Linked DNA regions of Mus musculus: all the other regions are linked to region 2. A link is a contact called in public Hi-C and promoter capture Hi-C data. All regions are on one chromosome and are shown on one strand. The core of a region is the stretch at or near the end of the contact, and the rest is flanking DNA. Distances in the headings are between cores, read along the strand shown. Region 1 overlaps Iqschfp (Iqcj and Schip1 fusion protein). Region 2 holds the start of Schip1 (schwannomin interacting protein 1). Region 3 overlaps Iqschfp (Iqcj and Schip1 fusion protein).

Region 1 (4,371 bases), core at 392-2,891, 120 kb after region 2:
AAGGGGATAGCATTTGAAGTGTAAATAAAGAAAATATCCAATAAAAAAAGAAATATGTACTTTGAAAGAGTGGGAATTTTAGTCTTCTCTGTGTCCACATCCTGAGAAAGCTTGCAAACTTCAGATGTTTGAAGAATTGTTTACTTAAATAAACAAGCTTAGCCACAAATAGCCTGACACAGTATGGAGGGAACCCCTGCCCTACACTCCAGACACTCATTCCATACTGGATTCTGTGGGTCCAGTTTTTTCATTATTCTATAAATCAATGACATTATCCAATGCAAAAGGAGAAAAATAAGCCATTTGAGGCATGGGGTACTGGAGTCTAACCCCAGGATCTCACTTCTGCTAGGCATTCACATTGCCACTGTGCTATACTCTTAGACTGACCGACCTTCTGAATTGTTTCAATACAAAGCTGATATACAGCTTGGTGGTTCAGTCTCTAAGAGTCCCAAGGGTTCAGGTTAGTTGACTCTGTTGGTTTTTCTGTGGAGTTCCTACTGGGTGGAGCCTCTCAGCAGACAGCCATGCTAGACTCCTGTCTGCAATCGTAACAGAGTATCATTAATAGTGTCATGGATTGGTGCTTGCCCATGGAATGGGTCTCAAGTTGGGCTGCTTATTGGAAAACAGTATACCCATGCTACACTCCACAGACCCAAAGAAGCTAATCAAGAAGAAAGGTACAAGTAAGGATGCCTGAATCCCACTTAGAAGGGTGAATAAAATAGTCATAAGAGATGAATGTAGGGAGGGAAGTGGGTGGGATAGGGGATAGGGGATAGGGAAGGGAATGGGAAGGTTCAGGGTCAGGTGTGGGAAAGAACAGGAGAGATGGCCTTATGGTCATGAGAAAGAAAGAAAATCTGTACCTGACAGGGGTACGGAGGTGAAGGGCATCTCCAGGAGGATGTGGCAGAGACCTGGGATAAGAGAGGTGACCAAGAATCAATGGGGTGACCTTATCTGTGACTCACAGCTTTGGGAATATGGAACCTGAAGAGGACACCTCCTGTAGCCAGGAAGGAACCCCAGTAGAGTGATAGGGACACTAACTCACCCACAAAACTTTCAACACCAAATTTATCCTGTCTACAAGAAATGCAGGGATGGTGGATGGTTCAGAGACTTTTGAGAATCTTGTATAAATAGTAAGTGTAATTTCCATGACATTGCCACCACAGGGCAGTATCTATGTAACCACTCACACCGGGAAGCAAAACGTTGCAAGCAGGGCTAAACCTCTATGAAGCCTTCCAGTTACTGCTCCATGCAAGAGTGACACCTTGCTTCACTGATAACAGTGAGGCTCCATTCTCTGTGCCCTGCTCCCCGTGCAAGTGGAGCCATAAAGCATGAGCTCTTCTGTCTGTCTTCATTCTGTTTTTATTATGCTTACAAGGTGTGTGCTTTGGTGTGGGCTTAGTTGTAGATTGTTCATTCCCACTACTGAACTGAATTCTACTCTGTGAATGTACCATTATTTACCCATCACCTCAACTCTCGGAGGGTGTTTGGACAGTTTCCAATGTGTGGCGATTGTGAGTTGTGCTGTCTTAGGCCTTCCATTGCTTGGAATTAAGGTGGAAGTGTTCAGGCAATCCTATTAGGTAATTCCATATGCCGAGGAATACGACTTCAGATTCTATATACTCTTCTAAATGTGAACTGGCTGTTTTCCCAGAAGGAAAAGAAGCAGCACAGAGCATTCATGCTAATGTTGAAATCCAGTGATAACTATTCACTCCTGGTGGGTTTCCTTAAGTGTCTATTTCTGGTGCCTTAAAGAATGCAGATTCTTTGCCTTTCTCACAGAGGAGTTAGGGTAGGGAGCAAATATCCCCATCATTACAACAGAACATCTCTAAAATCAAAGCATCTAAATGATAAATTAGAGCAGGGTTTCTCATTTGCAAAAAAATCAACCTAGTGGTTTCTGCCTCCAGAGTAAGAAACAAGGAGAGCAGCAAGCCGTAATATGAACCCACACTGGCGAATCTACTTCCCATCTGCGGAGCGCTTTGGAGATATTAACTAATTAATCCTCCACTTTTTTCCTGCTCTCCCACCATGAAACAGGTGGCATCTCCATACTATGTCACTCATTTGCAGAAAGACAAGCACAAGAGCAGGTTAAGCCACCTCCTCAATGAGGTCGAGAAGTGTAAAATAGATGCTTTGCTGCCTGGTGCCTTTGTGAAATAAAATTACCACATATTTTAAGCCTGAATATGTAAATAGCACAAGTAAAGCCCCTGAAGAACTTCTGCTGCATGTGATGGGAGAGATGGATTTATTATTGGTTTGTTTACCAAACTGTCGCCATGGTTTCTCATGAATATCAATGATGCCATAGGCCCAGGGTAAGCCCTGAAAGAGGCAGAAGAGGGGAAGAAGTGTTTTCAAACATGGAACCTAGCAAAGTATATTAAGTTGGTTATACTGGACTTCCTCCATCCCCAATCCAAGCAATTAAAAATTTTATTTACTTAGAAAAGAAAATGATGAGATTTACTTAGAAAAGAAAGAAAGGAGACAGGTTTGTATATCCAGGGAGAAAAAATGATTGTAAGTGTCTTTGTGTGCTGAGATCAGAAATGGATATCTCATTTTGAGTTGCTCCTCAAGTTTTATAAAACTGCTTCCCCACAGCAATTCTGATTATCTAAACAAGCTTGGTTTAAATTGTTATCTACTAGGGGAAAGAGGTCTGTAGAAAAATTTCACCATTTTATATTTACAATCTGTTAAAATGAAGTCACCTATTTTAAGTTAGATACAACCTACATTTACAAAACCAGGAGGTTTGGAAAGTAATCAGAACTAGTGATTGTGCCAGACAAAAAGGAGTTCTTCCTGAGGTGACGTTCTGCTCTGGTTCTGTGCTCACAGCTCGATCTGGCTTCCCAAGAGTCTACTGGAAATATTGAGGGCACTGAAGAGTCCTTAAGCCATTGAACGGGAGACAAAGAAGGCAAACCAAGGGATATGAGAAAGTAAGCTGTTTAGCAGGTTTCTTTTTCCCTGTCCTGGGCACTGTTGGGGCGAGGACAGCAAGAACTGCTAAATAGTACAACAGGATCACAGCCCCCTGAGACTGCAAATACTGAGAGGCATCAGTCTACTCTATAAGGTGAACCAAGAGAATAGCGTTCATCAGTAGAGCAACCAAGGAAAGAGTAAAGCTCCTTACTCTTGTTCCCCACATCTGACAGATGTATTTGCATAGGAACACAGAGCAAGCCTAGAGGTAATCAAGATAGATGCTGAGGTTCGGGAAATGAAGTGGGAAGTCAGTGCTGCAATTGTGAGTGGGGCTAAAGATAAAAGCTCCAAGGAAGGAAATCTACTTTAGGGCCTGGATTTTCATTGCCAATTCAAAGCCCATGGTAAATGACTTTCTATGAAGAGGAGTTTCTTTTAAAGAGAGAAGTAGTATGTCTTATCTAGGAAGGAAAACAGACAGTGCCATAGATAGAGAAGATCCACCAATGGTGAAGTAGAAAAGGCACAGAGGGTTACCTGTGAGCACTGGCAGTCACTCATAGCCAAAGATAGGGATGGGGTGGGGCTCTGGGAGAAGCCATAAGGATAGGACAGGTGGTGATCAAAACTAATGTGCCTTCAATATAGAGGCCAATGAGGTAGGAGGGGAACAGGGATCGAGGAGGGAAACAGAAAAATAGACTGGATAGAGACTTTTTTGAGTTTTTGTTTGTTGGTTTGCTTGCTTGCTTTCATGCTTGAGGACAAAAATTATTCACAGGGGTAAAAGAAGGAAGATGAAGAGAAGGATGGGGGGGGAGAAAACATGGTGGGGGTTGAGGAAAGGGAGAGAAGCAAATGATAACAACAGGTATAGCAAAAACCAAAAGGAAACACAAAATTGGCCACAAAAGTAAATGCAAAGGTAACATTAGAAAATATAGGAAATGTTTCACAAGATGTCACTATTTTCAGGCATTACAGCTGACTGCAGATGTGCCATCATGAGAACTCTGTCGCCATTATGTTGCAGGCCACTTATCTCTCTACCCTGACATGATGTTAATTGTCTATTTGGCACAACAGTGGATTCTAAAATGTAGGAGCTTCAAACATTCACAAGTCCACACCATTATTGTGGGTCTCCTAGCTGGGTGGTTCTGGCTAAAGGTCTGTGTGAGGTTGACTGAGGCTGATGGTTTGTTAGAATCTGGAGGGAATTTACCTTCATCATGGGTCACGAAACACTTGGCAAGTTGGTGCTGGCTCTTGGCAGGAAGCCTATGAGCGCCCCCTTGGGGAGCTCTCCGCGGTGCTGCTTGTACCTTCCGCGTATGGCAGTTAGCTTTCCCTAAAGTGGGCAATGCAGGAGTGGGGCGT
Region 2 (3,976 bases), core at 461-2,960:
CAAGGCCAAGGGAGTCCTGGGCATGGAGACAAATCAGGACCACAGAGGCCCTAGTTTGTAATCCCTCAGCCTGAGCAATTTCCAGCTTCCCGGAGAGGAGGAAAAGAGGGACACCAGTGGCTGTGGGGCTTATAGAAAAGTGCTCCCTTAGGGAAACTTGAGGTTGGAAGAAGGCAATCCAAAACTCCATGCAACAATATTTTGGCTTTGTATCCGGCGGCATAGCATCCTTATTTTTTACTTGCTTTCACTTTTGTATGTTTATATACAATTTGATATATTAGTTATTTCAGTGTTGTACTAACACGAACTTTTGTGACAACTTTTTGATTGATAATTTTATAAGCGTGTTTAAAGTGTTTTGACCGTATCCCCCTCCATTCCCTCCTCTGCAATTCTTCCCTTCCCCCGCCTTTCACTTACCCTGTCATGCATGCTCCCCCTCTTATAACCTACTGAGTTCACGCATGGGGAAGTTTTGCCAATCATGACTGAAAAAAAAAATCTTTAATTAGGCTATGTGACTAACTAGAAATAAAAGAGAAGCATGCTGTATAGAATAAAACTGGACACTCTCATCCTAAGTTCCTTAAAACTGTACCTGTATGTTATCTTTTACAGTGGCTTATTTAGAATATATCGTTAACATTTTAACTATTTCTTCATTCTGTATTTAAAACATCTGTGAATAATTAAAGAAAGCTCCCTACCAACTTTTTGAAAATACAATTCAAATCTTTTCAGAAGTAGTAAGTTTTTGATGCTTTTGAAATGTTTTATCCCATTAAATAAAATAGTGTTAGGAGTTGAAGGGAGTTGCTTGAGCTTTTATTTCTCAGTCATGGTGATCTGATTTTTAGAAGATTACATTTTTTTTTAACGTGCTAAAAATTCTGAGTTGTTTTCGAAGTAGATTCCATGTCTGAAGAAATCATTCTCGTTTCTACGGCAGCTCCTGGGGAGCAGAGAAGGGGCTTCACACTCTTCATGAGTTGATCATAATGACACATCTCCTGAGGCACACCAGAAGCTCATCCCAGCTCACCCCGAGACGGCTTCGCGTGTGAGCTGGGAATCGACCTCTTTGAGGCATTCTGTTGATAGGGTTAACCGTATTGGTGGAAGACCAAGTTATTTGATGCAAATAGATTTTCAAGAAAATCATTATGCTAAATACTTAATAGAAGGATTTCATCTACATACGGCAGCAACTGTGACCTGCTTTCAAGATGACATCACTGGGTGTCATGTGGCTCTTTATACATTCCAGCCTCAGAAAGAGGTAACCTACGAGAAGCAGAAGAGTCTGCTGATATTTGCTGTGAGAATCTTCAGCAGACAGAAGCCGGGACGAGAGGGAGGCAGAGCTGCTTGCACAGTGTGTATCGTGGAATTCCACAATGGAGCCTTGTGGAGTTTTCAGCTTTATTTTCATATATTTTTTAAGTTAATGAAGATTAGGTGAATCAAGTGCTTCATATTAGAGGGGAATTGTTCTCTTCATAAAGATCAAGAGGTTCTCTCTTTGGACTTCTCTGTTCTCCAAGGAGCCTGGTCATCTTTGTATGTTTATTCCCCCTATTTGAACAACGCAGACAAAAACCAGGCAGTTTCTTCTCTTGGGAAACTTACATTTTTCCTTCAGTTTTGAAGATTTATGCTCCAAGATTTGCTTTAAGCTGCCGGGGTTGTTAACTAAAGGGGAGACATCACACCTCGCGGCATGCGCTGTAGAAACTCTCTAGGTAACTTTACCTGCTAACAAAGTGGCTCTCTATGGATTCCTTTCCAAGGCGGTTTCAGTGAACCGCTCTTCCTTCTCAAATGGACGAGGGTAGCTCTTCAGCACCATGGAGAGGTCTGAGCAGCGCGTAAGGGCCGCGTGGGACTGCGACCCAGGCAAGCAAGCTGACAGAGTAAGTTTTCCACATCCAGTCTTGTATACCATAGACATATGGGAACAGTAACCCCCAAGTCTAATAAAACAGACACTATAAAAGATAGGTTCTTCACTGCATTTTAAAGTTTAGAGACAACCAGGTAAATGTTATTTTAGAAAGAGCTAATATGCTCATTTAAAGAAAATATTGCATTCTATGATGTGAATGTCTGTACTTTGAATTTTGAGAATGTTGAAAGTTAAAACTCCAACACAAATTAACTACACTGAAAATATACAATCCAGATGTTTTGGAACTATCATTTTATAAACATACATAGATAGTTTCAAATGTGCAGTTTGTTGCTCTTTGTAATCAGAAGGGGCTGAAAGGGGGTTTCTGATTGGTCACTAACCTGAAGAGCAGTTAAACTCTTAGACCACAGATCATAATTTCCATTCCAAAAGAGCACTTAGCTGTCCTAATGTTCAGACACACAGGTGACAATTGTGACTTAAAGCGCTGGCATTTATTTGCATCAAATACATACAGCGGAACTGATGGAGGTTATAAGCAGCTTCTTAAAATAACATGATTAGATATGGGCTATTGAAATTGCTATCTTAGTATCACTAGATATATTTATTTAGTTTCAAAACTTCCAACTTAACTGTTTAAATTAAAAATTCAAAAACAACAAATTTATTGTCGTCCCCCCCCCAATCATTCTTTAGCCACCCTTACAAATCATCCGTACACCCCTGGAGAACTGTATATTACAACCTCACACAACCAAGGGAGAAGATCCTCTTAATTGCTGCCAATAACGACCCCAGCACATATTCTGTGTAGGAGAACATAGGGCCATTTAAAACATAATTAAAGAAAAAAATTTTTTCAGGCCAGTTAAATATAGTTTCAGACACATATGCTAAACCCTTTACTTTAAAGTATAACGACACTCTTTTAATGTTATTATGATATAAAACTCACTTCTCTTGATGGTTCTTATATTTGAAAACATCAAGCATAGATATTTCTTTCTATTATATATTAATTTCAGCTGAATTGCCATTCATCTTAACTCTTCAGTAACTTGCCATTTGATTTTTAGATAAATGGTACTTATTCTTGACAGTATGTGAAATGTATAATTTAAAAAGACATGACTTAATTTTGCACTAAGGTGCTATTGTTATATGTATTTTTGACAGCTTTGCTTAGTAGATACACTAGAGCTTTCCTAAATTGATCTCAATATTTAAGAGAACTAAGCGATTTGAAATGTGTGAAACCTAGCTTTACCACCCAGATCTTTTAGTTTTGTTTGCTTGGGTTTTACGTTTCTGCATGGATTTTAGAAGGAAACAGTGTTTTTCCCCATAGTAGCTGTGCTGTGGGACTTTGTTTTAACATTCTTTTTCTCATGAGCTGTGTCTATTCCCTAGAGGAAGTGGACCTTGGACAAGTCTTTTTTGAGTGGAGAGACTATCCTTCAATAACACAGACAATGTGAGGCTGGTGTCATAACCTGTGCCTGCTGTATGCTCTAAAGTTGGGTTTGTGAGGCTTGCTAGATTCAGGGATCTGTTATCTGTCAATCTTTTCCTCTCTCTCAGTCTCTCAAGGACATAATGTGGTACAATATTGTCAGGAGTGAAGCATTTTACATTTGTTCCTCTTTGGAAAACATTTTGGTGATGTATTTATAACCGCCGCTACCTAGCTTAGACAGTTTGAGATATGGTTGTTTATGTATTTGCTTAACTAGAAATTGTTGCTACATGACAAACCACCAACAGATGTTAGCTTCAGGTCTGATAGCCTTTCAATCATTATTGAAAGAGTGCAAATCACCCAACAACAGAAGACACACAGAGCTATTTAGACTGTGAGTGCTCCCCATTTTGTCCTTTTTCTTTTTCTTTTCTTTTTTTTTTTTTTTTTACAGCATTCTGTTGGTAGCAGATGTGTGTGAACAATCTTAAATTTAGTTGACTGACATTTTGTTTTTCTTGCCAACGTAAAAATATGCTCACAGTTTTGTGGTTCACCCACCCTTGCGGGGCTCTATAACCTTTGGCTGAAAAAAGTGT
Region 3 (4,418 bases), core at 1,743-4,242, 96 kb after region 2:
CTGTGTCCATAAAGTAATGGAAGTAAGGGAAAAAAAAAAAAAACACAGTCTACAACTTTGTTTCACTTTACACAGGCAGGAAGGCAGGTAACTGAAAATAATGCTGGTAGCTGTGTTTGCCAGCATCTGTTACTGACACCTAAACACAGCCTCTCAAGAAGGTTTAACATCTCGAAAGTCAGTATCTCTAAAGTCACGGTGCCAATTAATAATGCCTGCGCCTAAGTCAGAATTCCTGCTGAGGCTCTTGCTGTTCATCGAAGAGTCTTCCTGCCGCTTTCATAAATTAGTTGATAACTGAATTGCTTTTCTTCTGAGTGGAAGGATTTTAATTACACGATTTCAGGCATACCAAGCTTCATCTCCAGGGCACAGACAATGGTGACCTCTGATCAAAGCACTTTAAACCTTCATTATGGTTGTTTACACATTTGTAAAGGTGGCCGTGGTCGGCTCGTATAGCAGAGACAATAAATCAAAACCTAGGATGTCCTTTTCATTAGCCAATGATTTTATAGCCTGCGGTGGTTAAACACTGATGAATAAAATGGAGTCATATCAATTGTAATTACTGGAACAAGCAAGTTTTAATTTCCCCCAAAAGGTTTTTAGAGCTTTCATATGAGTCTGAAGATTAGAGTCACACAATTACTAATCCTCTGTTAGTAAGTACAATCTACCATGATGTGTCTGTGAGAGTCTTCTCTAGCCTTTGGCAGGGTAAACTTATTTCTGTAATTCAGAAAATAGCTAGCCACTTTAGGGGCACTGTGGGTTCCAACCAAATGACAGGAAGAAAAGCTGCCTGATCTCCTGGGAAATGGACAGGGGAAGGAGAGAGGCAGTCATCTGTCTGTGAGAAGCAGGGCTCGGCAAGTCCTGTGAGAAAGCAGTAGATGGTGTTCTCCCCTCAAGGCCCCACTGTACGGGATACACAGAGGAGGATTTTACATCTCATCTCTCCCAGCTTCAGTTTTTATAGCATCCACCTTGTCAGGTGGGCCAGACAACATCTGGGATGATCAGGCCTGCCTGACCGGGTGGATCGGGTCTTCCACCTGTCCAACTGCATCTTAAGTTAGAGAGAACTTCCTCACCATTTCCAAGAGAACTGCATCACAAATGGAGAGTTCGATGAACACCATGATGTTCCCAAGATCTTCCCTTGAATCTTTTGCTAAAAAGACACAAATCATGGCATTTTGGAACTGTAAGGTTGCTGCCTAGAATGTGGGTTTAAATTAGCTGGTATCCAGTTTAACGGTTTTTGTTTCAAAAAGGGAAAAGTAAGAAGGAGTGTGTGTGTGTGTGTGTGTGTGTGTGTGTGTGTGTGTGTGTGTCTGTCTGTCTGTCTGTCTGTCTGTCTGTCTCTGTGTGTGTGTATCTTTGAAAATTTTGTACAATGTGTTTTGATTATATATTCCCCTTTCCCAGCTCTGTCCAGACCCAATCCTTCTCCCCTACCCACCCAACATTGTGTCCTCCTTTTTTACTTAGCCTATTGAGTCTAATTTGTGCAGCTCATGTATTTTGAATATGTGACCTTCAACTGGTATGTAGCTGACTTGTCTTAAAGAAACCTGACTCCCCAAGGAAGGAAATTTTTAAATCGCAACCTCCTTGAAATGCTGAGTCAAGAAGCCTTCTGGGATAAGCGTTTCTGAGGTAATTTGTAAAGATGAGCAGTTCTAAAATCTGGGGTAGCTGGTTGCACAAATCGTATTTATGTTGGGCCTCTGGCAGATAATCTTCCTCTGTATTCTCATTCTTGCAGGATCACCACATAGGGAAACAGCTGTCAGTTGCCTTGTTTCCCATCAGCTGCTAAGGTGTTTAAGGCTGACATGTTTTTATTTATGGGTCTCCTTTTCATCACAACCAGTAGCAATATATGGGCCACCAAAACTAAACTCACTACAGGGTGTTCTGATAAAAAAAAAAAAAGATTATTCTGCTTTGAATCTACTACAAGACATTGTTGTATCATTGGTGTTGTGATTAAATCATATGAAGAATGTGTTCATATATAAACATCAGCATTAAAACACAGCAATATAAAATAACCGTTGAGTTGCACAGTGCAGGCTATGATAGCATCTCTATTTTCTAGGATCCACCAAATTCCAATCTTTATATATGTAGTTTCAAATCATCACAAGGTCCAGGAAAGTTGGAATTGTTGCCCCAAGGACACAGAGACAAAAGTGAGGTTTAGCACTGCCCCAGTTTTCAGCCTGCCAGGCTTTTACTCAGTCTGGTCTGACTCCAAAGCACAAGCCATTTGCTTACCTCATCTCTCAAAAGCCATGGCCCATGCTCTAGTAAAAAGATATTTTATGCATGGGATAACAGAGACCAAAAGCATTTGCTAGTTAAGTCACTGTTAATGCTATAAATCTACCATATAAGTATGAGTTTCATGTGGGCCAATGTTAACTACCTCATGAACTGGATTTACAAGGAGGCATTTAATTTACTCCCATTTGTTTACAAGTGTTCTTGTGTGAAGTTGGTTATTGAAAACAGTTGATACTGAAAGTTACATAAGGAGTGAATTAATAAAACACAAACAACGGTTGTAGGCAAATCCTGCTGGAGCCAAGTGGATTGTGAGTCCTAAGTGCTGAAACAGTTGCATTTAAACCTGAATCCCATTCCTTATCTGGAATTGATGGCTGCCTTTCACATAACATATGAACTTTTGAATTGATATGGAACTTCTCACTTTAGAAAATCTGTTAAGTTAGGCATTAGCATTGTACTTGACTAGCTTGTCTCGAATCCCATATACACAATCCACCCAGAAACCCTTTTGAGAATATGAACTCATCTTCCCACTAACATAGCTAGGTTATGGGCTATGCCACTGCTGAAACTCTAATGTTCTCTGAATTGGTCTCTTTGCTGACTCTGTGGTCTGCTTTCTACACAGTGCCCAGACGGTTGCTTTACAATTTTAGTCAGCCAGTTACCACTCTGTTCCAAATTTCAGCTGGCTCCTTATCTCTTGGTGCCAGGCTTCCTGCCCACTGCAGCCTGCATCCTCTCCCTGCCCCTCCAAGCATCCCTCCTCCCGCAGCTATTAGTTACCCCACTTCATTCTCCTGTCTTCTCCTTGTCCTTTGCATACTCCAGGCACACTTCTCCCCTTGGGACCTTTCATTGGTCGCTCCTTCCACTTAGAAGACTCATCTCCAAATATCTGCATACATAATGACCTTTGATGCAAATGTCCCCTTGTCTTTGATAGTCTTGCCTTATTAATATTATTCTTGATACTCCCGCCCTGCTCTAAGTAAGATGTGTCTTAGGCTTCCATTGCCAAGGCAACTCTTATAAAAAAATATTTAATTGGGACGGATATACAAAGATTTGTCCATTATCACCTTGGCAGGAAGTATAGAAGCATATAGATAAACCCGGTGCTGGGGACAGAGTTCTACATCTTGATCCCCAGGCAGCAATGAGAGACTGTGTGTCATACTGAGCAGAGCTTGAGCATATATAACCTCAGTAGTGACACTCTTACTCCATCAAGGCCACACTTAATAAAACAAGGCCATACCTCCTAATAGTGCCACTCCCAATAGGCCAAACATTCAAATACATGAGTCTTTGGACGCCATTCCTATTCAAATGACTGCATGATATGTCAATTTATGCAGCATGCACATTGTCTGACTCTCCTCTAGAACACAGGCTACAAGACAGTTGCTAATTTTGTTCATTTACTGACAGATATCAAGGAGGCAATTAAGACCTATTACATAGTGGCTGTTCAATAAGTACTTGTCATTGTTGAATTGCTAAAGGTGGGAATGAGATTCTACGGTATAGGGAAAGAGGACAATCACAAGTGGTTTATTTTGTGTCTCAACACTAGGCTGGTGTTTTGTAAATGTGGTATATGCTGAATAAGTGAAATATTTCGTATCAGAGAAAAGAGGCACTTCGCTGACACTTTGGACTAAACTTGTCTTGTGATCATTGCCCAGACTTTGACACAAGTGGCTTTCAAAGGATACAATAGATAATGGCTCATTTAGGGTAGAGAAAGCTTCTCTGATCAGTGTGCCTGGTGGTTTTCCAACTCTGAAAGATAAATAATATTCAGCAGAAATTATACTTCAGGACAATATTGAAGTGGTTGCTTATTATAAGTAGCTTTGATTTTGAATGTTGCCATTACTTTTTAGCTGTCTGGGTTTTTTTTATTCAAAATCAAAATAAACTTTACTCTGTCCTAAACAAGAATAAGACTTTATTTTGTGATATTGTGATATTGTCTTTTGAGACAGGGATGAGGATAATCTATTGTTCACAAAACATAAAGAGCTAGAGAACAATCCCGGGAGGTCCTGCTTTATCTTATCCTAGACTAAGATATTACTGTGAGGTCCCTTCCAGTAGGCGCCAGC

What was found. Promoter capture Hi-C pulls out the DNA fragments that hold promoters and counts their contacts. A called contact is a pair of places that touch in the nucleus more often than the background predicts.
Region 1: a promoter capture Hi-C map of hippocampal neurons shows a contact between it and region 2, with 4 times the contacts expected there. The contact joins the enhancer-like site here to the promoter of Schip1 in region 2. A contact is called at or near these places in 3 of 39 promoter capture datasets (the HPC-7 cell line, hippocampal neurons and stem cell-derived epiblast-like cells), 14 of 484 Hi-C or Micro-C datasets (the HL-1 cell line, LSK cells, the N1E-115 cell line and 8 more) and 2 of 9 other capture datasets (adipose tissue and embryonic stem cells).
Region 3: a contact with region 2 is called in a Hi-C map of pre-megakaryocyte-erythroid progenitors, with 3 times the contacts expected there. The contact joins the enhancer-like site here to the promoter of Schip1 in region 2. A contact is called at or near these places in 4 of 484 Hi-C or Micro-C datasets (the HL-1 cell line, embryonic stem cells and pre-megakaryocyte-erythroid progenitors) and 2 of 9 other capture datasets (adipose tissue and embryonic stem cells).

Annotation. Positions count from the first base shown.
Region 1 is chr3:68,183,365-68,187,735 of GRCm38.p6, forward strand. All of the region lies in intron 4 of Iqschfp (Iqcj and Schip1 fusion protein), which reads left to right. The region is part of intron 1 of Schip1 (schwannomin interacting protein 1); the gene reads left to right. Among named protein-coding and RNA genes, the nearest start is that of Schip1, 120 kb to the left of the region's middle. Within about 2 kb of position 1,642, at least 2 of the 459 cell types and tissues checked have an H3K27ac peak or open chromatin away from gene starts, as enhancers often do. A contact at or near this core is called in hippocampal neurons, where this site is marked.
Region 2 is chr3:68,063,092-68,067,067 of GRCm38.p6, forward strand. It overlaps Schip1 (schwannomin interacting protein 1), which reads left to right and starts at 1,711. Exons shown (of 8, transcript NM_001113421.1): 1 at 1,711-1,916. The coding sequence starts at 1,851. The region is part of intron 4 of Iqschfp (Iqcj and Schip1 fusion protein); the gene reads left to right.
Region 3 is chr3:68,157,944-68,162,361 of GRCm38.p6, forward strand. The region is part of intron 4 of Iqschfp (Iqcj and Schip1 fusion protein); the gene reads left to right. All of the region lies in intron 1 of Schip1 (schwannomin interacting protein 1), which reads left to right. Among named protein-coding and RNA genes, the nearest start is that of Schip1, 95 kb to the left of the region's middle. Within about 2 kb of position 2,993, at least 11 of the 459 cell types and tissues checked have an H3K27ac peak or open chromatin away from gene starts, as enhancers often do. A contact at or near this core is called in pre-megakaryocyte-erythroid progenitors, where this site is marked.